Linked DNA regions of Danio rerio: region 1 is linked to region 2. The links are chromatin contacts, called in public HiCAR-type maps. All regions are on one chromosome and are shown on one strand. Each heading gives the region's core, a stretch centred on a gene start, on an enhancer-like site or on the middle of the called end of the contact. The rest is flanking DNA. Distances are from core to core; before and after follow the strand shown. Region 1 has its middle 48 kb from the start of pdzrn3b. Region 2 overlaps pdzrn3b (PDZ domain containing RING finger 3b).

Evidence for each region. HiCAR-type assays count read pairs that join an accessible place to other places.
Region 1: a contact with region 2 is called in a HiCAR-type map of caudal fin, with 6 times the contacts expected there. The contact joins two enhancer-like sites. A contact is called at or near these places in 8 of 18 Hi-C or Micro-C datasets (caudal fin, embryo, hematopoietic stem cells and 1 more) and 1 of 4 datasets of contacts at active chromatin or transcription factors (caudal fin).

What each region holds. Positions count from the first base shown.
Region 1 is chr6:46,969,616-46,976,400 of GRCz12tu, forward strand. No RefSeq gene overlaps it. Among named protein-coding and RNA genes, the nearest start is that of pdzrn3b, 48 kb to the left of the region's middle. Within about 2 kb of position 4,391, at least 5 of the 62 cell types and tissues checked have an H3K27ac peak or open chromatin away from gene starts, as enhancers often do.
Region 2 is chr6:46,840,780-46,848,186 of GRCz12tu, forward strand. All of the region lies in intron 3 of pdzrn3b (PDZ domain containing RING finger 3b), which reads right to left. Among named protein-coding and RNA genes, the nearest start is that of pdzrn3b, 80 kb to the right of the region's middle. Within about 2 kb of position 4,277, at least 16 of the 62 cell types and tissues checked have an H3K27ac peak or open chromatin away from gene starts, as enhancers often do.

The DNA.
Region 1 (6,785 bases), core at 3,141-5,640, 130 kb after region 2:
CTGCGGGCTTGTGCTTGTATGCGTGTGTGTAAAACCGCGCTCATTAAAAAGAGATGACATATATAATCAATGCGCGCGATTGTTAAATTTAGACGTGTGGAGGATATGGTTAAGCTGACTGAGACTTTTGCTCCTCTGTTCTGATTCCAGACTCGCTTATTTTTCTTTTTTTATGTCTCTCATGTCTTAAACATCAGGGCGGATTTGTTTTGTACAAGACTGGAGTCATTTAAAAGCAAAATTAGAACAAACAAAATATAAGAAATGCCCCTGTCTCCTTCATTCGGCTCAAAGAGTGTTGTCCCACAAACTACACGAGCACTTAACTCAAAACCTTAAGGTTTGCACAGCAGTTCAGCCAATATTCAAAACACCTCTGGCCAAACAGTAAATATATGCTCAATTGTTCATCTTTTTTGTGAATGCATTCATGTGACACTATTTTGGACTGAACTATGTACCTATCTCTGTATGTTGGGGTAACGCTTCGCAAGTCACTCAAGTTCATTCATTCTTTCATTCATTTTCTTGTCGGCTTAGTGCCTTTATTAATCTGGGGTCGCCACAGCGGAATGATCCAGCTGTTTTTACGCAGCGGATGCCCTTCCAGCTGCAACCCATCTCTGGGGAAACATCCACACACACATTCACACACACACTCATACACTACGGACAATTTAGTCCACCCAATTTACCTAAGGCATGTCTTTGGACTGTGGGGGAAACCGGAGCACCCGGAGGTAACCCATGTGAATGCAGGGAGCACATGCGAACTCCACACAGAAACGCCAACTGAGCCGAGGCTTGAACCAGCGACTCAGCGACCTGCTTGCTGTGAGGCGACAGCACTACCTACTGCGCCACTGCTTCGCCAGTAACTCAAGTTATGTAATAATATTACTTTTCTAAGTAATGGGCACAGTAACACATTACTTTTAAGAAATAAGTAATAGTATTTGAGTTACTTTTTGAAAATGTAACACAAGTTACCTTTGTTTAATCAATTAGGTTTTATTAAATAAATCGCTGAATTAAAATTAGTCATTATGAATCAAGCGCTCAGTGAGAGAATGAGTTGAAAGCAAAAGGGCATTGATTGTCCCAATAGACAGCATTTTAACTTAAAACAAATAGTACTACAGTAGCAAATGCATTGCTTTGAATGTTCAATAATCTGTATAACATTATGCTAAAATGTATCTTTTAAGAAATTTTAATTTAAATTTAAAAAAATATATTTTTAAAGATAAATGTAGGTTATACAGTGTGTTGTTAATTGCAGAGCACCTCTGTTAAAAAAAGAAAGAAAAAAAAGTTTTGAAAAATATCCAGCTTTAGCTAGTTAATAAAAAAATAACACAATAGTTACTCAAAAGTAAAGAAAGTAACTATGTAACGCAACTAGTTACTTTTTTGGGGAGCAAGTCAATATTGTAATGAATCACTTTCAAAAGTAACTTTCCCTAACATTACTTTTGACATAATTTTGACTTGACTCTAAATCTTGCATTCAGTACATTGTTAATATTTTTATTATAATAGGCTTTTCTTTTTCATTCAGTGTACATTTTTTGAAAAGACTCTAATACTGGCTGTTTTTTAGTTGACTATTTTAGTTGAAAAAAAAATGCAAAAAATACTTGTAATGAATAAATAACTTGTCTTTTATTTATTTATTTGTTTATGTATTTTTTTATTATTAGTTATTAAAATGTTATTATAATTAATTTATATGGATATATTGTTTACTTTTTTTAAAAACGTTTTTTTTCTTTAAAATTTATTATCATAAAAATATTTTGTTTAAATAGTTTTTTATTCAAAAAATAATTTTTTTATTTTTCAAATATTTCCCAAATATGTTTAACAGAGCATGGAATTTTTCACAGTATTTCTGATAATAATATATATATTTTTTATTCTGGAGAAAATCTTATTTATTTTATTTCGGCTAGAATAAAATCAGTTTTTATGCATTTTAATGTCAATATTTTTAGCCACCTAAGAAATATATTTTTTCTTATTGTCTTAATAACAAACAATCATTATACAATGACTTGCCAACACTGTCTATTTTTAGTGGACTAGAAGTCATATATTTTATCTTTAATTGGCATACATTTTTTAAAGTATTTATTTAATTTGTATATTTTTAACTTTTTTTTCTTTTTAAAAACTTTTTAAAAATTAATTCTTTAATTTATTATTATTATTTTAAATTTAGTTTAGATTTTTTTTTTACTTTTTTTTTTACATTTAGATTTTTTCTTTTTAAAATATTTTCTAAATAATGTTTAACAAAGCAAGGAGTTTTTTTTTCTTTTTTACAGCATTTCCCATAATATTTTTAATCTGGAGAGAGTTGTTTTATTTCGGCTAATCAGTTTTTTTTTTTTAAAAAAAAAGTAAAAATAGTTTAAAGGTCAACATTATTAGCTCCCCTCACGCAATATTTTTTTAATTTGTCTGAAGGAAAAACCATCGTTATACAATGACTTGCCTGTACTGGCTATTTTTTAGTTGACTATATTACATGTATTTTATCTTTAATGGGCTTAAAAAAAATCCTTTAAAATGTCAAAAACGTCTTTCAATAAATAACCTTATATAATTTTCCCTATGTTTTTTTTTTTACTTATTTATTTATTTATTTATTTTTATTTAAGATTATATATATATATATATATATAATATGCACAATGTAACACCTTTTCTGCGTTTTTTTAAGTATCAAAGTTGCTGCAATCATTTATTATTCACTATTTTTGAAATAAGAGAAAAACGTATGGACAAGCACAAGAATGGGTGATTTAATAAACATCAAAAGCATTACATCGCCCCCTTCTGGTAAACTCCTCACATCGCACCTTTATTTGTGCTTCTTGGCTTCTAAAATCATGTTTGACCTCTCAGCATTCAGACTGACCCCGTCCACCTTGTCCACATATAGAAAAACCCAGAACAATCTTCTTAACCTCAGCTGAACTGCACTGTGCTGCAGAAACCCTTTACTGTGCATTCCAGCAGCGTTTGGTTTGGACGGAGCTGCACGAGCACATCTGGGACTGGTTTAGCAAATCCCAAGTCCCTGCACTTTCACTTTAAATGTTACAATTCGTTTCCATGCTATAAATGAAGGTTAGGTGTGTTTATTTGAGTTGCAGACTTCAAAATTATACGTGGCCGTAACTGACCGTTTCCATATTTGTGTGATGAATCTGATTTACAGTTATAATGTGGCAAACCAAAATAAAATAAATACAGCTTTGCTGATGGAATTAGATTATCCAGGTTTGGTTGTGGCTTGCGAATGTACTTGGGATGTTATTTAGAATTGAAGATTTGGATCTGCTTCAGTTCATCAGTTGGAACACATAAAACAAAGTTCATTTAATGTTACTGTTGTTATTTATTATTGTCCATCTCTGACTTTTGTCCTCAATCCTATAGTTGCTCTCCAGATCTTCAGGATTTAACCTTGCCCATTGAAACTATACAAAACAGCAATATATACACATCTTTTTATAGCAATATTTCTTAAAATGTTTATAAAATTTGTAATGTATGTAAATATTTGTAATAACGTTTTTTTTTTTCAGGTTTAGCCTGTGGAGCAAATAATATATTTTCCCCCCTATTTGTTTTCAAGCTTAGGAATGCTTTGAATTAGAAGCTTTGAATTAGAATTTTGTATTATTATTTTTAAGTGGGTGTGGTATTATGGAAATCAGAAATTATTTTTTGTACATATGGAGAAATTTGTAAATGTGTTAAAGTAATACTTACATTTTAATCAATTCATTAGTTAAATAATTACAGTAGTAATTATTTAGTATCTATTAGTTTATTAGTATTTTTTAGTTTATTAGTAAAAATGAAGCACTTACGAACATATTTTAACGTTTAAATCGGTCACAGAATTAAAACTTATGTGTTACTCTTGTCTTGACCATACACTAAGAGAAAATGAAAGTAAAACTAATCTGACTGCAATCTGAGAAAAGACTGGAGCCATCAAAAAATTAAATATAACCTAATGCAGTTTTACTGTTTTTGATATTAATTATATTATTTATGAAATGACACCCCACATTTTATGCTAATGGTATATGTGTAGATACATTGTTCAGATTTTTATAAATCTAAAAACTTGCACTTATATTTTGTATGTTAACAACAACAATAATAATAATAATAATAATAATAATAATAATAATTATAATTATTATTATTATTATTATTATTATTATTATTATTTGTAAATTCTGCATCCTGTCTGCCAACTCCATTCAAATCCTTTCCGTCTGAAAGTCAGAAGACATTTGCAGTTCAGTTGTGAACCAGCGTCTGTTGTCTAAGCTTTTATTTCCACCACAAGGGGGCAGTATGAGAACAGTTGATCTACTCCTCCAGGCAGCTCCTTCAGATTTATGTGCTTGTTCCCTGAGAGGGTAATCAGCAGGTTGTCAAATAAGAATCATGCATCACTCATCAGGGAGCGCCCGCTCTGTCCTTCTTCTTTCTCCGGCAGATCTGTTCCAGCCCAGATCCAGAGGAAGGTGCTTTGCATTCATACGGCTTCATCTGTAGCTTGATGATCACAACGACGATTACTAATATATGATTAGTTTAATTCTTTAAATGAATAAACGATTCAATAAATGTTTAGTCTGATAATAGAGGTTTTGTAAATAAATAATAATAATAATAAAAAAATCTAAAAAAAAAATAATAATAATAACCCCCCCACACACATATAAAATATTATTAAAAGCATATTCAGAGTGCGAATTACAGGGGGGTTGCAATTAACGCTTGATCCCCTCTTAAGGACATCAAAACAAAATGTTAAGGGGTGGTCAGCCCTTTAATATTAAGAAATAACTTTCTCTGATCTATATCTTAAATATTAATAATTTAAAAAGTATTGTAGAAATATACATCTGATCCCCCCCTATAATGGTTAATACTATTGTAAATGCATAACTGCGCAAAATCAATGCTAAGCAAAATATCATTCAACAGTCTGAACCTGGCAGTTCTAGAGCACCAGAAGGCATCTTAAGTATTCACAAAACACGTTTCTTGTAAAATAGGTGTTTATATATGCATGTAGCTTAAAAAAAAGAAAAAATAGACACATTTTGTATAGTTTGACCTTAAGTAACTCCTAAAATAGTCACTAAATAACCCTCAAAAGACTAAAAAGGTAAACATTGTATTAATAAATTAGATGTAATTTAAATGCATTCATGTATTTGATTCACTGAAGCACCAAACAACTACTGAAATAAGTTGACCCCCCACCATCAACACTGAGCATACTTAAATATATAAGTACCTTCCCACATAATATAATCATGTGTAAATGCTTTTTGTGTTTTAACCGTACTATTCTAAATCTGTTGTGGTGATATAATAATTTATATAATAATTTATATAATAATTTATCACAGCAACAAATATAAACAAGTTACCCAAAACTGTTGCTTTTTTCAAGTTATAGGGTGTAGTACATCACAATACATCATAGTTTACTGTGGTAACCAGGTGTGTACTGGACATTTCAAAAGTGAGGCTGAATGAGTTCCAAAAGTTTGTTTATATAATTGTTAATCACTTGTTTCTTAATGGTCTGGCTCTAAAAATAAGGAGGGGCATATTCCCCCCTGTTTGCTACACCCCTGGTAGTAACAACTAAAGTATACTACAGTGTTTATTACAGTTTGTTAATGCTACAGTATGCCGTAGTGTTCATTAACAAAGTTGTAAATACTATAATATAAAGTATAAAACACTTGAGTTTGCTTAAATTAAGACACTATTTACTGTAAATTCTTTTTGTATTTTTTCATGTGGGCTGACTTTAAAATGACTTTGCCTTTTGGCTGACATAATTTAACCTTTATTTTTCAGCCCCCTCAATTTACAATTTTACATGTATTCTGGTTTTATTCTGAAGAACATTAGTGAAGTAAAAACTGTGTTGTAATTACAAAAGTAAAACTGTAAGGTTTATTAAAAGCAGCCTTTTTATAATTAAAACCTTCAGCATAGTTGGCACAAGTGCTCTGAAAAGACACCAGCAAATAAATATTTCTCCTTCGCTTGAATCATTGTGTAACATTTATCAAAAATGCCTTTCACAAGGGAGCGGGCGTAATTGGAAAAAGGGTAACCTTAAGTCTCAAGGCTTGATGATTGTCATTTCCCCCGGCAGATTAAGAATCATGAATGTTAAAAAGACTGCATATAGTAAAGTTCATGTTGGTAAGAATTTCTCAATTTAAAGAAGAGTAAGATACAAAAAAGGGAAAAAGGTAGTGGTTTAGAGCCAGGCTGTTCAGTTTAAAGTGCAGTCCTTCTAAAATGGGGCTGAAAAGAGGTTTTTAGTTAGTGCCAGATTGCATTCCACACAGTTCATTACCCAGCACTTACAGAGAGGACAAAGGTATCCCTTTGTATTATACATTCAAGGCTGACGAGACCAAATTCCATTTCAAGTCAGGTGTAGAAGGGAAAGGCCGTTTGAGGAGTGAAAAAGGAGGAGGAGGAAAAAAGCATTGGTTGTGGGGATTAAACCCTGTCAGGTGAAGTTGTGTGAAGGACTAGGGTAACCTTTTACTTTATTCAGCAAATGGGAACAGGTCACAGGCATGGCAGGGCTGAACATATACGAGAGCAAATGTGTTGAAGCTCAAAAGAAGGCTAGAATGCTGAACTTTGATTCAAATGATGAATGCAACCTTTCCTGCCAATGGTTTATATCAAGTAAAATTGAATAA
Region 2 (7,407 bases), core at 3,027-5,526:
CTCTGTTACTGCCTGCTCTCATATTTATATTATTTCTTTACCTGACCTGTCTCTGGGGCTGCGTTTACACTATTGCTTTTTTGTTTTGACATGACATTTTAAAAGTAAAAACAACCATCGTCTAATATAAAAGACACAATGCATGACTGACAGTGCATGTCGGAAGAGAAGGGAACTATTACAAAAATAAATACTGTAAATAAATTAGCAAATTCTTTAAATATTTCTTGTATTGAGAATAGAACAAGTCAAAATCAGATAATAATAATAATAATAATAATAATAATAACATATAATAGTACAAAATTTATATGCAATAATTAAACAATATACACAATACGTAAAACACAAATCATAATTGTGTTACAAACATCATATATCTAGAATTAAATTAACTTCATTAAAAAAATGTTTAAGATGGCAGCAAATGATTCATTTTTACCAGTATTTAAAAGGGAACAACATAACTATCTGAAATTAGCATAATTACAGTTGAAGTCAGTTATTAGCCCTCCTCTATTATTTTTTCAATTTCTGATTAACAGAGGGAAGAACTTTAACACAATTCTAAACACAGTAGTCTTAAAACCTAATTTCCAATAACTGATTTTTTAACTGTGTTTTTTTAATCAACATAGTATACAAATAACATTTACTTAAAATGTTTACATTCACAAAAATAAACAAACAGATAGAAAATAATAATAAATAGAAGGGGGGGGGGTAGAAAAATAAATAAACTCCAATATAAAGACAAAAACTACAACAAAGCCACTGAAAGCCTTTTCAAAGCTCAAATAAGTATGTTTAATGCCCACGTCTGTTGGAAAATATCTGATTTAACCTGCAATTCTCATGATGACAGAACATCATAATTTACTAGATATTTATTAAGATACAACGATTCAGTATTAAACTAGTATTAAAGTCCAATTTAAAGGTTTAACTAGATTAATGAGGCAAGTTATGGTAATTAGACAAATCATATAACATACCAATTGTTTGTTCTGTAGATTTAAAAATAAATAAATACAGTATATATTGCTCAAGGGGGCTAATATTATTTTCCTTAAAATGGTTTCAAAATGTAAAAACTGCTTCTATTTTAGCTGAAATAAAATAAGTACAACTTTCCCCAGAAAAAAAAAATGTAGAAAATACTGTGAAAAATTCCTTGCTCTGATAAAACATAATTTGGGAAATATTTGAAAAGGAAGAAAAAATAAACTAATTCACAGGAGGGCAAATAATTTTGACGTCAATTATATATTCAAATAATAAGTGAAACACATTACATCCAGTCAAGTGCAATAATTCAGAAGATTGCAATACATGCAATAATTCAGTAGACCTGGAGTGTAAATGTAGCTAAGTCAATGTTTTGTTTATTGCACTGAACCCCAGAGTTTTCAACCTAAAAATGGATGCAGTGTTTCCATAAGTCTTCATTTTTTGAGGATTGAAAACTTAAAAAGCAGCATGGATGCCCAGCATAACCAGAGCAAATGCTGTTTTAAGCGCACTAGCAAACAAAGCAGTCTGTGATATCCTTCCTTTCTCGAACCATTTCTCTCAACAATATTATTCACAGCTTTCTCTCCACGTAGAGTTTATTTTTTCCTTTCTCATCTCTACCCACACCACTGCCTCTAAATCTCTCTCAGATTTCGTTCTCATAAACCCCCTCTGAGTCCATCTGGACCTACAGAGTGTGTGTGTGAATCATCTAGTGTGTAACGCTGCCCTCAGGAGATGACAGGCCGCCAAATACCCAAACACCTCTTCCTCCTATTAGCGTTCACTTTCCCAAAAGCTACTGCACTGCTCCCGGTACCAACAATCAGAATCTGTGAGTTTGTTTGTGAGTCTGCAAACACCGAAACTCCTCATGAGGCAACCGGGAGCAACACAAACTCAAAGGCAAAGAGAAAAACAGCATTTTGGGGCAGATTCACTAACAGCTTGGGCCAGTACAAACTCTCTTTTGACATTTAATAAAAAAAAAAAATTAATATAAACATGCAGTAAAAGTGTGGACAGTTGTTTTGGTGGCTGAACTTACTGCATATACACTTAAAGGGTTTTCCCTTTTAAAAAATATCATTTGTGGGAGAAGAGTATTTAAATTTGAGGATTAACTCAGATATAGCAAGAAATCCACTTGTATACAAGACTGTTTTCTATGCAGAAATTGTGTCAGAATTTAGTAAAATGTAAGGAATCTTTCAATCCAGCAACAAGTAAAAATATTCAAATAAAAACATGCATTACCTGCTCTACTCGTAATGTGGTCTATATGTTAAAATGTTCGTGCCATAGGAAAGTCATCATGTCAGTTGAAGTTGTGAATTACTAAACATAAATCGAGTATATGACGACAAGATATAACCTTGGCAGTAGGAAGACATTTTATAGATTTTGGACATGATGTTAAACAACTAGAATGTATAGGAATCGAAGAAGTATTTAAGTCACATAGAGGAGGTAATCTGAATAAAAGATTACAAATTACAAAGAGAAGCGTTCAGGAGTCATAAATTAAAATCACTTGTACCAAGAGGAATCCACATTCATATCTGTGCCCTGTTCCTTTTAAATATTCTAACATTGCTAAAACTGCACTTCTATTTTGAGCAATTCTAAAAGCTAGACAACACTGATTATTGACCTTATATAAGTTTATATAACTAAACATAAAGAAAATAAATCAGAAATCTCCCTTGTACTTCAGGGAAGCAATTGTACGACCATTCATGCACCTTCAGACTTTGAGTTCTTCTCAAACATCTTTAGACAAAGACAAATGGGCTCCTCTCCACAAAAGCACAGCTGAACTTTCTATTAAGTGTTTACTGAGTTAAACGCAGCCCTTGGGGGCAGCAAAAAGAGCATTCAGTGATGTCTGCTGGTTGTTTGAGGTTCAAATACAGAACAAATGCCAGTGTCTGGTCTGAGTTTGACCCTAAGATTCCAGCAGCCATACAAAAGTACATTAAAAAAACACAACACTTTACAGACCTCATGAGGTATTTTGTGTTGATGAGCTTTCTTTCTTTCTTTCTTTCTTTCTTTCTTTCTTTCTTTCTTTCTTTCTTTCTTTCTTTCTTTCTTTCTTTCTCTTTCACAATGATGGAACAGTGTACAATTAATCAACATTCTTCAGTGAATGTACATGCAAAAAGACAGAGTAGTCCCTATATGTCAGATGTTAAGACACCAAAATAAATAAAAAAATAAATAAATAAATAAATAAAAATTAATAAATAAATTATAAAAAATTTAATAAAAAACTGAAGTGTTGTTTGTTTATAAGTAAAATGATATCTTCAGTAAAGAATTTCAGAAGCTTATTTTTTTTCAATTTCCACTTTAATTAAGATTTAAAGTTTATTCTTCAATTTTGAAGGAAATGAATGTAATAGTAACAAATGCATAGTAATGAATGTAAATACTAACAAAATGTAATGTGATGGTAACATAACAGTGCTGATTTCAGATTTTAAGAACATAAGGATACTGCACATTCACATGCAATTGTATTCAGGAGGTCCTTTAATGTACTAAAAAAACTATAATAATAATATATAATAAGGAGTAATAATAATAATAAACTATAATAAGGAGTATACTGTTGTTATGGACCTGCACATGTCAAAAGAAATCGTGTAAAAGGGAATTAGAAGTGTCAATAAAAAGAAATAATGTCATAAGTTTAATCAATGGCAAACAGTGTCAACTAAATAAATATACACGAGTACACAAAGAAATAATAGTACAAATAATACAAAAGTGATATCTTGTGACAAATGAATATAGTTCCTGGTTAATTATAATCCAAACTTTAAATTGAGGCTCCTGTGATAGGACTATTCTGAATTCGTACATTGCAATAGCGATGCTGAAACGATACATTGTGCAGTCCTACAACTAGTATTAATACTACTAACTAATTTAATAGACTAAATAAATAAAAGTCACAGTATTGTAATATATTTTGTAAAAATATAAAAACTTGCATATTATAAAAATACATATATATCTAAAACAAATTCGAAAAGGATGAAAAAGTACACAGAAAAGGGTCTCATCTTTTAAAATGTTTAAATCTTTTATTTTTATTACAGAAATATTTACAAAATTAAGCAAAATCTGCAACATAAATGAGTGCTGTAAGTGTCGGAGATTACTGATTTGTCCACTAGAGGGATCTCTTCTCCTACTGTTTAACTCTAGTCTAATAATCAGCAATGGAAGGCCTGAATCCAGCTGGTCTCTTGGCAAACAGCAGGGCAAACACCACCGCATTCCCCCAGTCTCTTAAAAACAAGACCCTGTAACAGGTCAACAGAGACCTGCTTCAACAGACAACAGGCCAACTAAAGCGCCAAAGCACGTTTTTCAGTGAGCACATAAAATATTTAACAGTAACGGCACACCTGGCACCTAACAGCCCGTAAATCCTCACACTCTGACAGAAACAGTTGTGTAATGTACAGTTGGGTCCACTTTGCTGGACTGCACATGGTAATGCAATATTTGCCACCACAATGCTTAAACTAACAGTGCTTGTGTTTTGACATACATGGGGCAAAAAGACCTTATGTGCATAATGTAGGTGCAGTTTTGATTGAAGCTTTACTGTTGATGGTGGAGTTCAAGAACATGTGAATTCAGTGAGGATTTTAAGACTTAAAGCCCAGACATACACTCACCGGCCACTTTATTAGGTACACCTTACAAGTACCAGGTTGTATCCCCCTTTGTCTTCAGAACTGCCTTAATCCATTGTGGCATAGATTCAACAAGGTACTGGAAATAGTTGTCTAGGATTTTAGTCCATATTGCCAATTGCCAATCTACCACATCCCATAGATGCTCTATTGGATTGAGCTCTGGTGACTGCGAAGGCCATTTGAGTACAGGGATCTCATTGTCATGTTAAGGAAGCCAGTCTGGAATGATTTGCATTTTATGACATGGTCAGCAACAATCCTCAGGTAGGCTGTGGTGTTGACACGATGCTCAACTGTTACTAATGGGCCCATAGTGTGCCAAGAAAATATCTCCCACACTATTACACCACCACCAGCCTAAACCAATGACACAAGGCAGGATGGATCCATGTTTTCAGTCTGGCCATTCTCCTCTAATGTCTGGCATCAATTGCGGCCACAGAACTGCCACTTGCTGGATATTTTCTCTTTTTTAGACCATTTTCTGTCAACCCTAGAGATGGTTGTGCATGAAATTCCCAATAGATCAGCAGTTTCTGAAATATTCAGACCAGTTTGTCTGGCACCAACAACCATGCCACATTCAAAGTCACTTAAATCACCTTTCTTCCTTATTCTGATGCTCGGTTTGAACTGCAGCAGATCGTCTTGATCATGTCTACATGCCTAAATGCATTGAGTTGCTGCCATGTGATTGGCTGATTAGAAATTTGTGTTACCGAGCAGTTGGAGACCTAATAAGGTGGCCGGTGACTGTATAAACTTGTGACAGCTCTGAAGACAGGTGTGGTAAATGAGAAAAAGAGCTCTCAAAATTTATTTTGTACATTGCAACAGTTTGAGAACAATAGCATCACATTGTTAATAGTATCAAATTAACTTAACAAATTACACTTAACATATTCAATGCCTATTCTACAGTAAATGGTCCAATGGCTTCATAACACTTGGAAAAGACAAATAAATAATAGAGAATATAAGGTATTTACACTACTGTTTAAAGGTTTGGGCCTGGAAATCCTTTTACTATCGGTAATGCCCACCAAAGCTGAACTTATTATAATATTTTATAATTTTTTAATGTACAGCTCAAAACTACAGGCAACATTTATTTCAAGTTTAAAATAAAAATGTCATGTAGAACCGTTCATGATAAAATTTTTCTAACTTAAAATAAAAAGGCTACAAATGTTGTTAACAGGAGTTTAAATACAGTACTGGACACTTACTATACTGTAGGTATTTGTAGTTTGTTTTTGATTATATGTATGAAAATATTCATTCAATATATAAACGTATCCGTGACAGGTGGGGAAAGTCCAAGTGTGTAAGAGCGTCAGGCTTATATCTCAGTTCATTTCAGGTTTATTACATTCTTCCTTATGTCTAAGCCAAGTAAAGACAGGAAGCACCTGTGTGTGCTGGAGCTCCAGCAGAGGCACAGCTGCAGTGTGTGTGTGTGTGTACAGTTACCCAGCCATGCCACACCACACAAAAATAACCATCCAATCACTCAGTACAGAAACACCTCTGTCTCCTGTGTAGATTATCATAGAGCTGTTTACTTCAGCTATCTTAGATACAAAAAATCTGTTGCAATAAGCATATGCAAAACTAAGAAATCCATTAAAAAACAAACCAAGTGAAGTTTATTTCTAAACTAATTTTGAGTATATAACATGATTATGATTGACACGGCTGGCCACGAGTCAAGCTAATGTACGAACCACCAATCAGATGATTCCTAGCTCAGTATAAATAACCAAAGCCTCTAACCTTGGCCATCTTCATCTTGAAGAATCGCCCCTTCCAACCATTCTCCTCCTCTTTTTCCTCTATAGGGCATCACGGCGACAGAAAGAATGCCTCCGGTTCGGGTCTCTACCCGTCCAGTTGGCATTTCTCTGTGGAGAATGTTCTCCCCGTGCTCGTGTGGGTTTTCCCCGGGTCCTCCGGTTTTCTCCCACAGTCCAAAACATGAGACATTAGTAAATCGACTAAACCAAATCAGGGCCATAGTCAAATTCAACCAGCAACACACCCTCATAGTAATCCTGAGCTCAAACTACCCTCTCGCCCTGTAAACGGGAGAAAGCCCAGGGATCGAGGATCTCATGAGCTCAAGGCTCTCTCCCGGGACAGCATGCCAAACTAGCTTATTACCAATCATCAGCTAAGTGTGAACTCTTGAATTAAAGTTCGATAGCCCATTTCATTGAAGCAAAATTGCCTCAATGACTTTAACATGAAAACATTCACACATCTGTCCACATTCAGACGTCAACAGCACCTTTTAGTGTTTAAGAATGTGGCCTTAAAACCACTATAATATATTAAAGGAATATGCCACCTAAAAAATGAAAACTGTCATCATGTCACTTTTTAATATGTAAAATCACACATCTCAGGAACAAAATTGTGTGTACAGTCTCTTTAAATTTTTCTTCATTAGTCAAAATAAGCAACAACACAAGTGGAATTGTATCACACAATCATCATTCAACATTTAAGAGTCCTTCTAGTACACCATCTACACTGATTTACTTAACAGAAAATAACTTAACATTCTGCTAAATATCTTCAAAAGTCTAATGAAAACAGGTCAACAAATGACACAGGCTAAGTAAAAGATGCTAGTTTTTCTTCAGTCTCTGTGTGTGTGGCAACAGAAGCT